Regions from separate parts of the Mus musculus genome. Here region 2 is linked to region 1. A link is a contact called in public Hi-C data. All regions are on one chromosome and are shown on one strand. The core of a region is the stretch at or near the end of the contact, and the rest is flanking DNA. Distances in the headings are between cores, read along the strand shown.

What was found. A called contact is a pair of places that touch in the nucleus more often than the background predicts.
Region 2: a Hi-C map of rod photoreceptor shows a contact between it and region 1, with 10 times the contacts expected there. The contact joins the promoter of Mad2l1 here to the promoter of Nt5c3 in region 1. A contact is called at or near these places in 1 of 39 promoter capture datasets (pre-B cells) and 1 of 484 Hi-C or Micro-C datasets (rod photoreceptor).

The regions. Positions count from the first base shown.
Region 1 is chr6:56,922,585-56,929,988 of GRCm38.p6, reverse strand. Nt5c3 (5'-nucleotidase, cytosolic III) reads left to right here and starts at 6,057. Exons shown (of 9, transcript NM_026004.3): 1 at 6,057-6,317. The coding sequence starts at 6,180. It also overlaps a transcript of Vmn1r4 not described here.
Region 2 is chr6:66,532,139-66,539,590 of GRCm38.p6, reverse strand. Mad2l1 (MAD2 mitotic arrest deficient-like 1) reads right to left here and starts at 4,370. Exons shown (of 6, transcript NM_001355624.1): 1 at 3,992-4,370; 2 at 3,487-3,633; 3 at 1,902-2,022; 4 at 523-626. The coding sequence starts at 4,064.

The sequences.
Region 1 (7,404 bases), core at 4,808-7,307:
GCTTCTTGAGTTCTTATATATTTTATGAGTCCTCTATCAGATGTGGGACTAATGAAGATTTTTTTCCCAATCTGTAGATTGCCAATTTGTCTTATTGGCTATGTCTTTTACCTTACAGAAAGAAGCTTTCCAGTTTCATGAGGTCCCATTTATCAATTCTTGATCTTAGAGCATGAGCCATTGGAGTTCTGTTTAGGAAATTTCCCACTGTGCCAATGAGGTCAAGGTTTTTTCCCACTTTCTCTTCTATTAGATTTGGTGTATTCGGTTTTATGTTGAGGTCCTTGATCCACTTGGACCTGAGGTTTGTGAAAGCTGGCAAATATGGATCTATTTTCATTTTTCTACATGCAGACTGCCAGTTAGACCAGCACCATTTGCTGAACATGCTTTCTTTTTTCCATTGTATATATTTGGCTTCTTTTACAAAGATCAAGTGTCCATATACGTGTGGTTTTATTTCTGGGTCTTCAATTCTATTCCATTAATCAACATGTCTGTTTCTGTACCAATACCATGCAGTTTTTATCACTATTGCTCTGTAGTTGGGAGGTCAGGGATAGTGATTATGGAGCACTGACAAAAGGGGACCGATCATGACTGCCCTCTGAAAGACCCAACAAGCAGCTGAAATCATCAGATATAGATGCTTGCACCCAACCAATGGACAGAAGCTGCTGACCCCTGTAGTTGAATTAGGGAAAAGCTGGAAGAAGCTGATAAGGAGGGCAACCATGTAGAAGGACCAGCAGTCTCAATTAACCTGGACCCCCGAGATCTCTCAGATACTGGAACACCAACCAGGCAGCATACACCAGCTAATATTAGACGCCCCCCAACACATATACAACAAAGGACTGCCGGGTCTGGGTTTAGACAGAGAAAATGCACCTAACCCTCAAGAGACTAAAGGCCCCAGGGAGTTTAGAGGTCAGGTGAGATGGGAGTGGGGACATCCTTTGGAGAAAGGGGGGGTGGGGGTGGGGAGGAGGTATGAGATGTGGAACAGCCAGAGGTTGACCTGGAGAGGAATAAAATCTGGAGTTTTAAATAAATAAATAAATAAATAAATAAGAAAGTAGCAGGATATTATATCTGTGAAAACTTACATCTGAACTTGTTTATCCTATATCGTGAAGCCTGTGAGCAAGGCAAACCTATCTATCTTTGATAAGAAATCTGGTAGTCTTAACTAGTTAACAAATTTACTAATGAGCAAATAAGGTGGATCCTTGGGGTATGGAGCTAGGCCTGTTTTCCAGATGTCAAGCTACAGTGACATAAAGTTGGAAGGGAAGGTTTTGGAGAAAATAGAAGACCAATTAGATGGAAGGGAATCCCATCTATAAGATCCAACTATATATTGTATGCAAGAAACACACCTCCCTGGTAAAGATATGGCAAACTCAGAGTCAGCAGACTGACAACAGTCTTCTAAACAAATAGAAACCGAAACCAAGTAGTATACCTATATAGGTATCTGATAAAATATGTTTCAAAGCAAAATTAATGAGAAAAAGTAAAGGTGTCTTAGCTACTTTATTTTTAATCCTGTGATAAGACACCATGACAAGGCAACTTAGAAGAAAGAGTTTATTGGCCTTATTGTTTCAGAGGGTAAGTTTATAACATCATGACAGGAAACATGGCAATAGGCAGACAGGTATGACACTGGAGCAGTAGCTGAGAGCTTACATCCTGATCTATAGGCAGGAGGCAGAGAGAACTAACTGGAGATGGAACAAATCTTTTGAAACTTCAAAGCCTGACCCCAGTGATATACTTCCTCCAACAAGGCCACACTTCTGAATCTTTCCCAAGTAATTCAACAAACTGGGGGCCAAATATTAAAATACATGAGTCTATGAGAGCCATTTTCATTCAAACATCTACAGAATATGTATCATTTACTTTTCTACTACTGTGAAAAAATACTATGGACAAAAGCAACTTAAAGAAAGAAGAGTTTATACTTGATTATGGTTCCAGTAGAATAAGAGTCCTCATGGCAGGGAGACATGGCAGCAATCAGCAGGCCTGGTAGCCTCAGGAAACTGAGAGATCATCTTCTCAACTGCAAACATGAAGTAGAGAGCATGAATGGAATTATGGCCAGTTACACACTTCCTCCAATAAGGCTGAACCTCCAAAAGGTTCCACAACTTCCCCAAACAGTACACCAACTGGGGACCAAATGTTAAAATACAGGTGCCTGTGGAAGATTTTTTCCACTCAAACCACCCCACAAGGCTACTACATATTAAGTTTTAAAAAGCAGTTCATCAAGAATAATAACAGTTGTAAATAAATACATCAATATCGAGACATAATTTCATTTTAAAACTAATGGTTTTGAAGGTTATGATAGGTCCTGATATCATAATACTGGATAATTTCAATACCATATACTAATCCCTATATGGGTCATTCAACAAGCAAAAATTAATGGAGAAATCGGGGTTAAATTATACCATAGATCAAGTGGACATGATGGATATATACAGAATTTCACATCCAACATATATACAGAATACATATTCTTGTTAGTAGCTACTGGAATCATATCTAAAGTAGAACACATTATATAGGTCATAAGGTAAATAGGTAATGGGTCATAAGGTAAAATTGTCAAAGATTCAAAGTAATCTCTTGTATTTGATGATGTAATTGCACAATAAAACCAGAAATCACTTGAAAACAACTACAGAAACTAAGCAAATGTATGGAGTCAGAATTACACATTGTTGAATGTCCAGTGTGTCTTTGAAGAAATCATGGAGGACATCTAAAAGTTTCTTGAATCCCATAAAAATTAAACCACTACTTGTCAAAATACTTGGGATATGAAATTAGCTCTATGAGGAAAGTTTATAGCAATAATAAATAAAATAATAAAATAAAAAAGCTCTCAAGTAATATAGTCATGTACCTTAAAATCCTTGAAAATCAAGTGCAAGCAAAAACCCTAAAAGTGGTAGAGAGCAAAAAGAATAACAAAGATTAGGGCAGAAATTAATGATACATAGACAAATGTATTCTTTTGCACTATAAACAAATTTAACAACCCCTATTCATACTAACCAAATAAAAGAGAAAAGACCCAGATCAATACAATTAGAGATGAAAACAGGAGGTTACTACGGAGCTCAGAAATCAATCTAGAGGTTTCTCAGAAAATTGGAAACAGATATAGCAATCCTGGGCATATACCTAAAAGATGCCCCACCATGCCACAAGAGCATGTGTTCCGCTGTTTATAGCAGCCTTATTTCTGATAGCCAGAAGCTGGAAACAACCCAGATGTCCCACAACAGGAGAATGGATACAGAAAATGTGGTTCATTTACACAATGGAATACTATTAAGCTATTAAGAACATCCTGAGTTTTGCAGGCAAATGAATAGAACTAGAAAATATCATCCTGAGTAAGGTAACTCAGACCCAAAAGCACATGCATGGTATGTAGTCACTAATAAGTGGATATTAGCCCAAAAAGTACTACATACCAAGGATACAATCCACAGAACTCAAAAAGGTTAACAAGCTGAAGGGCCCAAGTGAGGATGCTTCAAACCCACTTGGGAGGAAAAAGAAAGCAATCATGGGAAGGAACTGGGTGGGAGAGGCGAGGAGGGGAAAAAGAATATGATCAGTACTGGAGGGAACAGAAATGAAGCCCTGAGGGTCAACAGAATGAAAGGAAACAGTCAACCTTGGGAGGTAGGAGGTGGGAGGACCCTTTGGAATGTACCAGAGACCTGGGAGATGATAGTCTCTCAGAACTCAAAGAGAGGGACCTTAGATGAAATACCCAACAATGAGGAAATGGAGAGATGAAGGGATGTTGTTGCCATCCCACAGTCAAAAGCTCTGACCCAGAATTATTACTATCTAAAAGAACTACAGAGATAAAGGTAGAAAGGAGGTCCAGTGACTGGCCCAAATTGGGATCCATCTCAAGGGGAGGCTCCAAGACCTGACACTATAACTGATGCTATGGTGTGCATAGCTGTCCTCTGAGAAGCCCAACCAGCAGCTGACCAAGACAGATGCAGATACTTACACCCAAACATTGCACTGAAGTCTGAAACTCCTGTGGTTGAATTAGAGAAAGGCTAGAAGAAGCTGAAGAGGAGGGCAACCCCATAGGAAAGCTATAGATATAGATATATAGGTACATTTTTAGAGTGCTTTGCAAGGGCCCCAGGGATAGGACAGAGAACATATGACACAGAGAAAAACAATCCTTAGCTTTAATTATGATGACAATCAAGCCATATCACCTCAAAGTATGATTAAAGGAGATCAGACTATGCCATAGGGAAACAGGCTACTTTGGTACAACAATTATTTTGATCTGAAAGATGCTGAGAACTATTCAAAGCAGGGAAAGCTCTTTGAAGAATTTCCCTTAAATTCGATAGTCGTTTGTGTGAGAATGCCCCCCCTAGGCTCATACATTTGAGCATATGATCTCCAGTTGGTGGTGCTGTTTCAGGAGCTTTAGAGGTGCAGCCTTCTTCGAGGAAGCATGTCTCTGGAGCTTTGCTTTAAGGGTTTGAAGACTGTCCCACTTCGTTTGCTCTCTGTACTTTGTGCTTATAGTTGAGATGAAAGATGTACCTCTGTTACCATGCCAGCAGCCTGCTGCCACCTGCTGCCATGCTGACCCCACCATTATGGATTCTTGTAAATTCTTTCTTTCTTCTATAAGGGGTCTTGGTCATGGTGTTTTATCACAGCCACAGAAAATTAATACAAATTCCTTATAATTTTAAACATCTCTAGTGTAGAAGAAATACACATTTAAACAGAGAGAGAGAGACAGAAACAGAGAGAGACAGAGACAGAGATTGTTGAGATTGTCATTAGTAAATGTATCAGGTCAAGAGCTTCTCCAAACAGAATTGTTGAACTTGAGGGTTGGTAATAGGCACCCTATCGCTGAGCTCACACCTTTATCCCCTGGAAAGATTTTCATCTGCACAAGGCAACCTTTAGTCACCATACATTTCCCCTCCTGCAGACTCCAACTTGCTCAAGAATGTCAAATATAATACATATTCCTTTCAGTAATTTAGGTGGTATATTTCAGCCTCAATTTTTGGCCATTTCGTTAAGGCTTTGACCCATGGCCCTGGTTAATCAGCCACTGTACTCCGAGCAATCCTCCTGCCTGAGGATCCTACATGCAGGAATCAGAAGCATGCTCCATCATGACCAGCTTGAGTCTCATATTTCTGTGGAACTTCTGTTTGCACAATGAATTGTTCTACTCAAGATAATGTCTATGTCAATTTGCTTTAGACCAGCTAATAAAAACCTAAAACAGAAAAATAATTCTTTCTCTCCCACGGCTTTTCATTCTTAACTTCCTTCGGTTGCATATATCAGGCAGAGAGAGACAGTCTCGCCAAGCAGCAGCCCAAACCTCACAGAATCGGGGGCGACTCTCCTGAGATTCTCTCTTGCACCTCATCACACCCCACCCACTCAGCGAGAAGCAGAGTAAACTACATGAATCCCTTGAAATATACTAAGCAAGAGAGAACAACGTTAAGTTTCTCTGCACACGCTCCTAAGGAAAGTAAGCTAAAGTTGTAGGTAGACTGTGACTGAAAAGCCCAACAGCTGACAGATCTCCCAAAAACGACTATATCTAGGCCTTCCAACCCAGGATGCTACTGCGCAGGTCAGACGCAGCGCCGCTGAGCCTGCTGGGTGTCGTAGTCCATGAAGGCTAGGACGAGGCACAGTTTCTGAGTGGGTGGCGGGTGAATTTTCTCACACTGGGGCAAGACTTTGTTTTCTCGATGTTTCTGGTGCGATCTTACTGTGGACTATAGGCACAGCATAGCATCCGGGTCACCAGGATTCTGGGTTACAGATGCACTACTTGCATTTAGTAGCTAATTACAGTTGTTTCCTTCCGGGTCCTTGCGGCGTTTCCTGAAGTCAGGGTCAGAGGAAGTCCCGCCCCCACTATAAGGGCGGGATTCCGGACGCGGACCTCTTAGTCTCCGCCCCGTCGTCCCCGCCCCTCACCTCTTCTGGGCGGGGCCTCCTCGGTTTCCCCCGCGCGGGGCGGGGCTCCGGGGAAGTGTGCGGCTTGCGGCCGCGCCCCTGGGCTCGTACCCGCGGATCCCGGGCTTCCGCGCCGAGAGCACGCGGGCCTGTCAATGGACCGCGCGGCCGTGGCGCGAGTGGGCGCGGTGGCGAGCGCCAGTGTGTGCGCGGTGGTAGCAGGCGTGGTGCTGGCCCAGTACATATTCACCTTGAAGAGAAAAACGGGCCGCAAGACCAAGATCATCGAAATGGTGAGTGCGGGAGCATCGGCTCGCGCGCGAGCAGCCCAAGTGGCGTGGGCCGGCCGCGGCCCTGCGAGGGCAGCCTGCACGCGTGCTGATGCTTGACAGCGTTTGTTTCAAAGAGTGGAGAGAATAGATGCTCGGAGATAACTACCTCTTGCTGCAAAACCCGTTTCTCCAGAGCTAATCTCCAGTTGGCAACCGCCTCCAAGACGTGCAGCTAATCCGATAGTCTCTTGTCCAGGAGTCGGTTGGTTGGTTGGTTGGTTGGTTGGTTTGTTTGTTTGTTTTACATCATCGGGGCTGCCTTGGCTTACGTTATGAAAAGAGCATTTTCAGTGTTTTTTTAGAAATGCCAATATTGAAACAGCTCGATTATTTGAATGTTCTTCCTTGTTTTATGTTCCAAGAAGTATTCATGTGTCAGTCCCCCAAAACTCTTTCCTAAATCCTAGAAATGTACTTTTAAGAGTTAATTGCAGTCTCGTTTAAATTGTTTGTCTCAAGAATTCCATTTGAGGTTTGTTTTAAGGCGATTTGTTGATCCCAGAATGTCTGTTTCATTTAGGGTTGTTTTGATGTTACTGTTGTTCCATCTGACTTGAGCATGCATGGTGAGTGTGACTTACTTACTGGAGTACAAGTGAGCATCCAGAACTAAAATATAAAGTTGAGAAACTATTTCTATTGAAACTAATATTTTAAGTGAATTCCTTTATTCCTGGGTTATTTTCTTTATATACCTCTGGTTGCAAACATTTTGTGTGAGAAGTTTTGCCTCCCTCCCTGTCTAGCGAATTTACATGGCTTTATTTTGTTCCATACTCAAATTTTATAATTTTCCATCAGTGGGAAAAAGCTGATTTCGCTGTCTTTCTCTATGTACTTAAACAGTGGGCTGATTTTTCCACGAAATCTTAAGGAAGAGTTTTACTTTCATTGTATAAAGTACTAAGGGACCAATAATGCCAAATATTTTTTGTTTGTACTGTACAAGTCAGTCTTTATATGCATTGTTTTAAACTATGCGTCAGACCCCCTAATAGTTTTTCAGTAGAAGATGTAAAAGAGTTTAATATTTTTACTTTTATAGTTT
Region 2 (7,452 bases), core at 3,121-5,620, 9.6 Mb before region 1:
ATAAAAGTAGTAAAACTGTGAGAAAAATTTCAAAAGTATTGTTGTATACTTCTGTTTTTTAGGGTTTTCATGTTTTTCTTCATTTTCTTGAGTGTGTATGTATGAACACACAGGCGGAGTCTCCAAATTAACAGCTGTGCTTTCACTTTATTGACGAAGCAGACCGAGAGCTGGCCAACGTGGATAGTTCTGGGAGCCAGATTGCTCTGATGAGCCTATTCCTGCCTCTCTGGCTGGAGTTATAGGTGAGCCATCACAACCATCTGGAGGATCCTGGTGATGGGAATCCTAACTCAGGTCCTTACAGTTGCTCAGCAAGTATTTAACCACTGAGCCATCCCCCCAGTCCTTGTCTCCACAGTTTTCAGATATGCATGTTTTTATTTGTGCTGTATTCTGCTTCCCATATCCCATTTATGTTACAAGGCAATGATAAATTAAGAGATTTAACAAATGTAGGCTCCTCCTAACGGTAATGAACATTTTCTCCAGCAAATTTAAGTTAAGTTGTACAATACTTACAAGAAACTTCCAACAGTGGCAGAAATGTCACAGTAGCTGTAATCTGTCTAATCACTGAGCGAATTTCATCCTGTATGGCTTTCTGGGACTTTTCTCTACGAACACTATAAAAAAAAAAAAAAAAAAAAAAAAAAAAAATCAAAGAAATAACTCCTTCTAGGTTTCATTAAGTTAATTAAAACACGTTGGTAACTCTCTCTGAACAAAATGCTTCCAACAACACAGATGCAATACATTAGGAGACTAAAGATTAATGGCTAAAGATATTCTTGGGTTACTGTATCTGTCCTTCCCATCATTCTTTAAGGCTGATCTTAGTATCTGGTCCTTCTGTGCATGGTAAGTTTCCCAACCACTCTCAGTAAGCATATTTTCAGTAAGTCTTTAACATAAAGGAAAATGGATTCCAACAAATTAACTTGGTAGAACTTTGGTATTTTGCCCACATGCACATTTATGTGCACCACATGCATACCTGTTGCCGGGGATCCCCTGAAACTGGAGTTAAACAGAGTTGTGGGCTGCCATGTGGCTGCTGGAAACTGAACCTGGGTCCTCTAGAAAAGTAGCCAGTGCTCCCAACCACTGAGCCATTTCTCCAGCCTAAATTTTGACTTTTTTTTTTAAAGGTAACATCTAAATACCGGATTCCTGATTGAATCAGGTAAAATAAATTACATACAAATGTTTTTATAAGCTAACGACTTCCTATAGATTGAAGACTTCAGAAACAAACTGCTCTTCATTACAGTACCTTCCAGAAGCACATGCTTAGCATGATAGGCATTTCTGATGTAGAGTGCTTGCAATCTTTAGTTTACAAAGTTCACGGCAATAGGGGAAGTACAGTAGAGCTTCATCTAAATTAGGAATGAGTCTAGGATCATCTCCTGTACGTTTAAGCCAGTGATTACATGGCCCACATATATTATATTGTGAGAGGTTCAGGTATAACCACAAACACGAAGGCCTAATCTCATGGGGTTTTCCCAAAGGCAGTATGCTGAAAGTATCTTATCTACACAATCCCTGACAGGCTATGAGGAACTCAGAAATCCCTCACAGCTGGGCGAGGCGGAGCACGCCTTTAATTCTAGCACTCGGGAGGCAGAGGCAGGCAGATTTCTGAGTTCAAGGCCAGCCTGGTCTACAAAGTGAGTTCCAGGACAGTCAGGGCTATACAGAGAAACCCTGTCTCGAAATACCAAAAAAAAAAAAAAAAAAAAAAAAAAGAAATCCCTCACAAGCTAACAAAAGAACAAAAGTATCTTTAAAAACATACCATAGACAGTAACTGTAAGAAATCAGTTCAATACAATGTGAACTCATGCAACAACATAAAAACAAATTAAGGTAGGAATAACTCAGCTCATACTTACCCTTCCTCTTTTGCAGTTTTGTCACACTCAATATCAAACTGCCATCTTTCAAGGACTTCACCACTTTCAATATTTGAGATGACCACCACCAGTTTCTGAACTGAGCACTTGTACAGCCACTCTGCAACACACAAGGCAGCGCTCAGACTCTAGCCTATGACAGAGACTCTCTTCCAAAGACCCACTCTCGGCCTTACAGAACTCTCACAATTGAACTTCCTTTCTTGCATAAGGAAGACAATTCTCCACTAATAATTTAGCTGAGTTTTAAATTCTCCATATTACTAATAGGCAGAAGGCAGAGCATCAGAACCGTGAACCTGTACTTTCTCTGCAATTCCCAGTGAGAGCATATGACATATACTCATCTAACCACCGCCAGTCACATCTGTGGTGGCTGGTCACAACAGAGACACTATAAGAGCATAAAAAATCGGACTACTCTGGTAGGTGAGGGAAAGATTAGTTTTTACACTAACTGTACAAAGGAGAGGCAAATACAGGTTTTAAATGGGAAGGGCATGCATGCACGCCTGCACACACACACACACACACACACACACACACATGTATATACATGCATACATGGGCAGACTAATTGAAAAGTAAATTCTTTTCAATAAAGTAAATAAATTACATAATTATGAAAAGTCAAGATGCTATGTCATATAAAATCTTACAAGTTAAATTAATGAAACTGTACTTTTAAGAATCAGGAAAGCCACAACTGTGTTTTGGACAGAGTGACCAATTAGCCTTGTGTTTCTAAACTATCATCCTTGCAAGTAAGTGAGCTGCAGGGGGTAAAAGGATCCACAGATACCAGAATTCAAAGCAGATCTTATGCTTAAAAGCCCTGCCGTTTTTGCCTGTGAATTCATATCCAACCTGCACAAGTGTTGATGAATACTCTACTATGGATACAAATAGCAAGGCATGTTTAGAAGTCTGGCCTTAAACTGGACACAGTGGCAAATGCCTTTAGTCCCAGAACTTGGGAGTAGAGCCAGGCTGATCTTTGTGAGTTCAACGATAGCCGGGTCTACATAGCATGTTCAAGGACAGCCAGAGCTACATAAAGAGACCTGTCTCAAAAGCAAAGCAAAACAAAACGGCCTTAAAGACAGATGCCAAGCTAACCATGTTCAGGTGGCCACCAAAAGGCCATTTTAATACTGAAGTTAACAAAAAAAGCAATAAACACTGTTAATGAATTTACAATTAAAACAAACTACAACACCCTTTCACGTACAATAAAACTCAAAGAGAAAAAAAGGCAGTTGCAATGCTTTTAGAATTGGTATTTTGTATGATTTCATTGGGAGCTACAAAGCAAAACACAGAATGGCGAAATCCTTTTAATCGGGTAAAATTTCCAATTTGCTGCAACTGGTTAACCTACAAAACCCACTCTTAAAGCAGCTTAAAGATTCCTAACATCAAGACATTCAGCCTACTTAAAAAGAGGTGGGGATTCCCTCCATTGCTTGCTTCCTCCCAGTTGAGAATGACATTTGAGAAGGCATGTTGCTTTAAGTTACTTGGGACACAAACCTGTAAGATCACACACTGAAAACGTGATTACCTTTTAGCTGTTCCACCACATTATTGAGATACTTTATGAGCTCGGGGTCAGTAGTTGTAAGCAAGGTGAGTCCATATTTCTGCACTCTAGTAAAGGTTTCCGACGGATAAATGCCACGCTGATACAAAATGCTGTTGATGCCAAATGCTGAAAACGAAAGAAATAAAGCCGTAACCGTGTAATAACGTTTAAGTCTCCCAGAAAGCAGAGTAGGCACAAAAAGACACGGAAAACCTTTAACCCAGCAATGTCCAACTTCGCAGGTTTGCTAAGTGTAAATACAGAGCATGTGGTCAGAGGATGTCAACACAGACCCCAGCTTTCAGAGAGCGAGTAAGATGATGACCCAGGTCAGCCCCGTTAGGTTCCAGGAGGCCCAGGCCTGCGCTGGGTGGTGCAGCGTTCCCCGCCCCCGGGAGGATCCGTGGTTCCGTCCTAGCGCGCGTCCTAAGGCCCGGCTCAGCCTCAGCTCTCTCTGGCGGCGGGGGCTGCGCTCAGCACTCACAGAAAAACTCGGCCACGATTTCTGCGCTCCCACGCAGGGTGATGCCTTGCTCTCGGGCGAGCTGCTGTGCCATCACTAGATCGAACGGAGAACACTACCAACCTCACCGCAGACGGCGCCCTAATGGCTTCTAAGCTATTCCCCGCCACCCGGTTCAAAAATAACTACGCAGCCCGCCGGTTGCTCGGTGCGCAGGCGTAATGAGCCCTAAGCCCCACCTACGTCGCCAGTTTCCGGCTGGCTTTGTAACTCCGAATCCCTCCCTAAGGCCGCCTCAGGCTTCCGTTTTGTTCCCTAAGCCCCTCCCACATTAGAGAGCCGGGTCTCTTCAACATTCCGCTCCACATCGGCTCTTCCGCCCTATGCCCAGTTGCACCACGGGTTAAAGCCCCGCCCAAAGCGACTTGTATCCGGCCCTGGCTCCGCCCTCGCTGGCTGACCGAATGAGCAAGCGCAGAGTGGTTGGGGCGTCTTGTTCCAGGTCCTGGTGACCTACAAGGTCCGTACTGTGCAGGACCTCGGATGAGGTGACCTAGAAGCGGCCCAGAGATGGTCCTGAGATTACCTGCCTGTCAAACCCGTGGTCTGAGCATCCCTGAAGCATGGTCTCAGCTTCGAGGATAGTTTCAAGTCTGGGAGAACCTGGTTTTTGGTTTTGTTAAATATGATGAAGGGAACTAGGTGGGACAGAAGCTTAATGATGCTTGTCACCAAGTAGAGAAGCGAACCCCTGCAAATTGTGTACACACACACACACTAATAATCATTTAGTAATGTCTTTATTTTTCTATACTACATAGATTTTATAAGTCCACAAAGGATTTAAATGATAGAGACACTTGATTTCCTTTTTTTTTTTTTTTTTTTTTTTTTTTTTGCAATTAGCTTGCTTTTAAGTTTTTAGTCATATGTACTTTCTTTTTGATCGTTTAAGGCCTATACCAGAGCATGTACGATTACATATGGGATTCATGCTACAGTTTTAATATTGTACAGTAGTATTGTGTCCAGGAGATGGCACATCTTCCAACTATGCTAAATGGTTCTAACTCTGGTACTCAGACTGCATTTTGAAACCAGTTGACTATTAGAGATACTATCATATGCAGGTTTAAGAAGATGGCTCAGTGGGTAAGAGTGACTGCTGTTCCGAAGGTCCTGAGTTCAAATTCCAGCAATCACATGGTGGCTCACAACCATCTGTAATGAGATCTGACGCCCTCTTCTGGTGTGTCTGAAGACAGCTACAGTGTACTTATATATAATAATAATAATAATAATAATAATAATAATAATAATAAATAAATCTTTGAAGAAGAAGAAGAAAGAACAAGGAGAAGAAAGAAGAAGGTTTAGAGCCTGAACTAAACAGATGCCAGGGAAGTTGTATAAACAATACATCAGAGAAAGAAACTGTGACATATGAGGAGGAAAGAAATGGTGGTATAGATAAAAGTGAGGTACTAGCTCTTTCTTACCAAACGGTGGTTGGACTTAATCTAATTTATTTCAGAAACATTAAAAGATCTGGAATCTTTGATGGTTGATTTCTTTCCTATTTCCTTTTGACTGCGTGGTTTAACATTACCTCTCTCCCCATTTATTAAAAGCAATACTATAAAATACTTGAAAAATTCTCAGTTTCTCATATTTACTTTGACTCACAATTTTGTAGACTCTTGCTGTGTATTATTTAGGGTAAGAATGTTTGAACAGGGAGGAATAGAAATTGACCCCCCCCCTTGGTATTAAAATAAGTATTTTTTTTTTCTAAATCTAGAAGCACATAAAGTTTGAGGCTGAAGAAATCCATTAATGACTTAATCAAATTATAGTATAGTAGATCTAGAGTGGTTGCACAGTTAATTCAAGATCCAGTTTTTAGTTAGTGGCAGATTTATTAGAGAATGTATACTCCCTAGTTTAGTCTCCTTTTATAGCATATTTGTTTGAAAAATGCAAATGAGATTCCTTATTGTTGTGGTTATGATTTGAGAAAAAGTTTACTTGATTTGGGCTAAAAACATTTACTTATTAACTAATAACACACACAACTTGTCAAGAAATTTTGCAGTAATAAACCATAAAGAATTTTGTGTGGATACACATTTAATCCCAGATACCAGAAGAGGGCAGTGTTTAACCACACAATGCAACCTTTGAAAAACAATGCAAATGAAGGCTTCAGTGCACCAAGGGAGAAAAAACAGAGATTAATAGTTTCTAGGCATTTGTGTGTTGATAGTGAACCGCAGAATGACATGTTGAATTGTAATATACTGCGGATTTATATTCTCTTTAGAATTTAAAATATGTGCATCATACGTATTGGAAATATATATAAATAAGGGTCTTGAAACTAAGCGGTTTATTTTAAATATCATAGAAAAATTTTAATCTGCTAATTTTTTCTTAAAAATAGTATTTTTACACACTAGAAATGTTATTATATGGGCTTAAGTATTTTTTTAATTTTTTTGTCACAAAACTTAGTGTTACTTGGTTTCTTTTTTTGTATTATTCTTGCAGTAGGCTTTTATGTATGCCATGCTGGCATCAAGTTTTTTACGTAGCCAATTATAGCCAGTATTTCTTAGCTTTCTGCTTCCACCAACGGAATGCTAAAATAACAAGTATATATCATCCTGCCATATTTATTCAGTGCTGGGAATTAAGACCAGGACTTCTTCAAAAAGTACTCTACCAACTGAGCTACCTTTTAACCCCATAGTTTTGTCTTACATTGAGTAATTTTCATTTTATGTGAAGAATTAGAATTAAGTCAATCATTTCTTAGGGCTTACTTAGTATGCGTAATGGGTACACATATATTACATGTCTTTAATGATTAAATTGTCAAGTGTAAATCTCTTAAAGTCCTATTCTCATTCCTCATACTTCCTTCCTAAGAATTCCTTGCTGTTGGCTCAGGTGCTGAACAAGAAAACATACATTTTAGCCGGGCATGGTGGCGCACGCCTTTAACCCCAGCACTTGAGAGGCAGAGGCAGGTAGATTTCTGGGTTCGAGGCCAGCCTGGTCTACAAAGTGAGTTCCAGGACAGCCAGGGCTATACAGAGGAACCTTGTCTCGAAAAACAACAACAACAAAAAACAAACAAAAAAAGAAAACATACAGTTTAATGATGACATTTAATTAATTTGCAGTGGCTTTTAAGGTTTTATTTTTATTATTATTTATGTGCACGTGTGGGCTTGTGCATGTGAGTGAAATGTCTGTGTAGGCCAGAGAGGGCGTCATATCCTTTGGAGTTGGAGTTACAGGCCATGGTGAGCCAAAGGCCTTGGGTGCTGGGAACCGGACTCAGGTTGTCTGGAAGAGCAGCTAGCGCTGGTCATCACTAAGCCATCCCTCCAGACCAGAAATGGCTTTGAAAAGTCAGCATTCCATTCTGGTACAGTTTATAATTTTAGTGATCTAATTGTATACATGGTTATTTT